Regions from separate parts of the Pan troglodytes genome. Here region 1 is linked to region 2. The links are chromatin contacts, called in public Hi-C maps. All regions are on one chromosome and are shown on one strand. Each heading gives the region's core, a stretch centred on a gene start, on an enhancer-like site or on the middle of the called end of the contact. The rest is flanking DNA. Distances are from core to core; before and after follow the strand shown.

The links. Hi-C and Micro-C count contacts between places; a contact is called where the count stands out from the background.
Region 1: a Hi-C map of induced pluripotent stem cells shows a contact between it and region 2, with 2.8 times the contacts expected there. The contact joins two enhancer-like sites. A contact is called at or near these places in 2 of 7 Hi-C or Micro-C datasets (induced pluripotent stem cells and stem cell-derived neural progenitor cells).

The regions. Positions count from the first base shown.
Region 1 is chr18:9,289,481-9,292,180 of NHGRI_mPanTro3-v2.0_pri, reverse strand. The region is part of intron 5 of RBFOX1 (RNA binding fox-1 homolog 1); the gene reads right to left. Among named protein-coding and RNA genes, the nearest start is that of RBFOX1, 1.4 Mb to the right of the region's middle. Within about 2 kb of position 1,405, at least 1 of the 24 cell types and tissues checked has an H3K27ac peak or open chromatin away from gene starts, as enhancers often do. A contact at or near this core is called in induced pluripotent stem cells, where this site is marked.
Region 2 is chr18:8,813,477-8,816,176 of NHGRI_mPanTro3-v2.0_pri, reverse strand. The region is part of intron 4 of RBFOX1 (RNA binding fox-1 homolog 1); the gene reads right to left. Among named protein-coding and RNA genes, the nearest start is that of RBFOX1, 930 kb to the right of the region's middle. Within about 2 kb of position 1,351, at least 2 of the 24 cell types and tissues checked have an H3K27ac peak or open chromatin away from gene starts, as enhancers often do. A contact at or near this core is called in induced pluripotent stem cells, where this site is marked.

The DNA of each region.
Region 1 (2,700 bases), core at 156-2,655, 480 kb before region 2:
TGAGTAACTCTGATGTTGGTAAAAATTTCAAATCATGCTTGCCTTTCAGCAGAATTCTTCAGAGTCTGTGTTCACTTAATCCTCCAACCGCAAAAACAAAACTAAACAAAACAAAACAAACAAACAAACAAAAACCAAGATTCAAATCAGTTCACTTGAATACATGAAGAATAGTATAAAATGTTTGCAGTGATAGATTTTATTCACTTCCTTTTCCATTCACAAATTAGCTCAGCACCTGCAATATCACATGTGGCCAGCAGATGGGAGCAAATAACTTTGCAAAAAATACCGAAAGCACCAAGTCCTATACAAGAGTATCCAATTCATCAGGTCCGTAAACTTTTTAAATTTCTCAATCTTTCTGTGCCTTCAAAATTTAAGTCTCAAATGACTGCATGTTTTAATTACTAAGCCCTAATTACTTACTAGGAATGTGATCATTTGAGGAGACATTTTATTAATATGTGTTTAAGAAGGTTCAGCGTGGCAGAGATGCTTCAGGGCAAAGAATATTCCGAAAAGTCTATGGTTTCAACCTAAATATGAAGATGACTCAGGATGTAAGAGCTATTTCACCTGAAATCATACAAACAGCAAACAACGCATGTAAACTAAGTAAAATCTCCACACAAATCACTTCAACCAAGGGAGTAAAGTTTACCTTAGTTGGGTAGGTTGCAGGGCAGAGCTGCTGACTATAAATATTTGGAGGAATTTTCAGGGGGCCTAGGGGATATTTTCTCTGACAGTAAATATCTTCTTAGGCAGGAAAAAGCTGTAAAGCCAGAACAACTACAAAACGATCCCCAACCAAACTATTATGCAAATAAAGATAGCAGGCTTTTCATCTTGACTTCTTTCTTTGAGTCCCCTACCTTTCTTTGGCACCCCTACCTCCTGTGAGTTATTTTGTTTTCTTCACCTTACTTTTTTTTTGGAGTGTGGTTATGAGAGGACAAGACGCTTCCATATCTCAAAATCTAGCCATGCAGACAAGCAGAGCTGGCGTGGGGTAAAAGGCCGGGTAACTCGAGGTTTGCTGGCTCAGCACAATTAAACATAGTACCGAGAAAGGCATCCCTGTTTCAGGTAGGAGTCTCCTGTCACCAGGTGAGCTCAAACCAAGGGTCTGTTTGCAAATAAGAGCTATGCATTGGCATCACAGCGGGAGTTTAATGAGAGCGCTTTTAATTAACTGTAAAAGTAATTACCCATATTAGATGTAAATCGCACTTGTTTTTACATGAGGTGAATAATTTTCGCTCAGCTTTTCAGAAGACTACTTCTCGAGATGTCAGCTGCAAACTCTCAGCAAGTTGGTGTGCTGAAAAATACAGCACCGAAGAGAAAGTACGAGCCTGGGAAGCCTGGGTTTGTCGCCTGCCTTCTGTCAGTCACCTGGCTTGGCGTCTCTTTTCACTTCTCTTAGACCCCAGCACCTAAAACATGCCCTCTCCATAGCTGCACCCTCAGACAGCACGCAAACTGTTTCAAGTATTTTCTTGTTCTAATTTGGTGGTCAGCCTTCTGGATGATCCCTGGCGCTTTCATTGACGGGTTCCTGTGAATAATTAACGCAGTCAAGAGAATGGAAAAAAGAGAAGAGGCTGGAAGAAGCCCTAACTGGGTCAGTGGTGTGTGTGTTCCCCAGGTGAGCTAAAGTGGGTAATCTCCAAAGAAGGAAACAGGTTAGCGAGGAGGGAGCAAGTTCCAGAGCAACAAGGCCAGGCCTGAAAGTCTCAGGGCAGAACCTTTTTTTTTTTTTTTTTTTTTTTTTTTTTTTGAGACGGAGTCCTGCTCTGTCACCCAGGCTGAACTGCAGTGGTGCCATCTCAGCTCACTGCAACCTCCGCCTCCCAGGTTCAAGTGATTCTCCCGTCTCAGCCTCTTGAGTAGCTGGGATTACAGGCACCCACCATCACACCCAGCTAACTTTTGTATTTCTAGTAGAGACGGGGTTTCACTTTGTTGCCTGGTCTTGTCTTAAACTCCTGGGCTCAAGCGATCTGCCCGCCTCGGCCTCCCAAAGTGCTGGGATTACAGGTGTGGGCCACCGTGCCCGGCGTCAGGGCAAAAATTCTGATGACGATGAGTGTCTGCATCACCAGCACCAAAACAAAACAGCAATGCTCCCTTGGATTTATAAATAGCACCAGAAAATGACAGAGGGCAGCATTGGGAGGGAGTGAAGGTGAACGCCTTCGTTGGAGAACTGTGTTACAATGCTGTCCTCTGGGTCCTTGAAATTCCTCTGACATCAACAGGAATGTGAGGGCTGGGGGAGCCCTGAACCTCTGATTTGAACCTCGGTGAAGCGTAAACAGCCAAGATGCAGTTTGCAAATACAAGATTACCGGGTAATTATTTACACTTTGATAGGCACCTTCATTAAAGGTTTTGAGGATGCAATTATCAAATTGAGGTTTAGCGCACTCCATTTAAGCAACTGAAGTGAAGATCGGGAAAGTGGGATGCAGAACGGTGAGTTTACGCCCATCAAGTCAAACAGCAACTTACTTGCCAATTAGGTTCCTTCTAAAAAGAAAGCAGGCCTTCCATTTGAGTACCATGGCTGCCACAGTCATTATTTTCATCTGTGGAGCCTACCTGGGGTTTCTGGTGCTGTTCTGATGTTCATGTTGCTTGTTTTGGGTCTTGGCCTTAACCCTAAGATGGGGCTAGAGCAAGACAGGCACT
Region 2 (2,700 bases), core at 102-2,601:
TGTTAGATAAGATGGGCATCCAAAAATTTGTCAGTCCCCAAAACAAAGAGTAATAAAACCATTAAACAAAAAACAAAATGAAACAGTGGAAAAAATGTTAGAAGGTTGGAATAAGAGATAACAATAACAGCAGGAGCTACCGTTAGCACTTAAACAGCCAGTGGGTAGACCAGGTAAGTGCTCTCAGCTTAAAATCGAAGGCAAGCTGAAGCCAGGCTCGGAGAAAAAGTCCACAGAGAAAGTACAACTTGAGCTATACGTCAAAGGGTAGGTGCAATTTGGAAAGGTAAGAAAGATTATCAAAGAGCAACTTCGGCAAACTTGCGGAGACAAAAAGAACAAGGACTAAGGGCCCTGAACATCACGCATGCGTGTTTCGGCTATTCCCATCCAACACCCTTTGCCCTTCTTTTAGCAACACAATGCCACTATTCGTCAGCAAATACCCTCCCCTCTCATCATCTCGCCTTGACTCCCAAAACACAGGCAAGGCGGGGCACGGTGGTTTATGCCTGTAATCCCAGCACTTTGGGAGGCTGAGGCAGGCAGAACATGAGGTCAGGAGTTTGAGACCAGCCTAGCCAATATAGTGAAACCCTGACTCTATTAAAAATAAAAAAATTAGCTAGGTGTGGTGGTACAGGCCTGTAGTCCCAGCTACTTGGGAGGCTAAGGCAGAAGAATTGCTTGAACCTGGGAGGTGGAGGTTGCAGTGAGCTGAAATGGAGGCACTGCACTCCATTCTGGGCAACAGAGTGAGACTCTATCTCAAAAAAACAAAACAAAACAAAAACCCCACGGGGCTGGGCACATGACTGAGGCTCTTCAGAGTAACCCACTCCCACCAAAGAGGTAACTGGTGTGAAAGTGGGCTTATGATACAGACAGAGAGATGCCGTCCTTATTCAGGGACCGGCGTTATGCTGAGAGTAAGAGTCTCTCCTTTTCCTGAAAACAAAGGCAGTGATGAAGACAGAGGTTTGGAGTCTCAGGTCACCCCTGTCACCACACGAAGACTGTCTACCTGAGAATGAAACCAACATGGAAAAAGAAAACAGAGATAAGTGATGGAAGGAGGGAGAAGGAGAGAGAAATAGAGAGTCAGAGAGAAAGAGAGAGAGACCTTGATGACCTTATTTTCATTCCCCATCAACCCCGCCCCAAGGAATACAGCCACCTTAAGCTAGAAGAGCCCATGGAACCTTCGGTTAGTTGAGCCAGCCTATTCGCTGAATGATGTGTGCGAGCTTGGTCCCCGTCATTTGGACCCCAGAGAGTCCTTATGTGCATAGAGTCAACAAGTTCAGCAGGACAGCAGGCAGGGAAGGCATGTGAGGTGGAAGACATTTCAGCAATAGGTCTGGTGTCCTATTTCAAGGTCAGTGACTTCACTGAATTGCTAACTAAGATGCTTTCTACTTGGGGAACCAGAAGCCACCAAAACAGTCTTGATTATTTATATTTACCAATTTGAGTAGGAAGAGAAAAGACTACACTCTGAGAACTGCTGCCCTTTGCAGGAATAATTTCCACTCCACTGTATGTGTGCATGTGTGTGGTACAGGCACACACCTCACAGAAGAAACATTAAGCATCCCTTTCCCATCAGATCAAATCGTTGATGACAACATCCCAGCAATTCCAGTACCTAAGTTTGACGTCTCCCTCTTTTTCACGCATTGGCCCATTTTACCATTTGCCTCTCCTTTTCCCTACACCTTAAAAATCTCATTTACCTTCCACAGTTGAGTGATCAGACAGCTCAGATTTCTTGTAAATAACCCTTAGCAATCACTAACTCCTGAAGGAGCTGAACAAAAATGAGGAGAGCATTACGCTGTAGCCATAAAACATTTCATTTGCCCATGCATGTTGTGCATTTAGACGTTCACCTGCATATTTATCAGACAAAATTCAAACGAAGCAGGCAGAACTGTTTGCTACTCCAGCTACAACACCCTGACATTTTAGGAAGGTTGAAAAATCTCTAGTCTTAGCAGAGAAAATTCTAACTCAAAATGAATGTCCACCAGAGGGCAGACGTGTTATCTTTATTAGGTTTGGAACTCTCAATTTTGAACTCTTTTGAGTGAGACTTCTGCAAATAGCTCCTTCCAAGGTGCTGTTTTCTTTTTGGTTTTTATTGTCTTCAGTATAATGAACCCTGTAACTCATGCCACGTGGATAACAGGACTGCACAGTTGTTTCTTTATGGTTGTTTTGGCACTGGTAAGGGTAGTTCAGAAGATTAATATTTTCAACCAAAAATAAATATAAAAACAATAATGATAATGAGCTGTCATTTATTAAGCACTTACTGTATGTAAAGGCCTTCATTCATCATTTTACATTATCTTGTTCCGTCTTCAGGGTAATCTTGTCAGGTGGGTATTAATACTATTACCCTCATTTAAGAATTGCTGAAGCTGAGGCTTGGACATTTCATTAATTTATCTGAGATGACATAGCTAAGCTGTGAACGACAATACCATAATCACGCCTCAAAGAATCAGAATCCAAATGCTTAAGTTAAAGCAAAAGTGTTTTATATAATATTAAATATACATATAAATAACAATAATATGCCATTTCATATTGAGATCTATTGAACTGTATACTTTCCCCTCAAACTTCACTTATGATCCTTCAATGAAAAATTCAACTTCGTAGGGCTCTGTGATTTCTGACGTGGTATTTAGC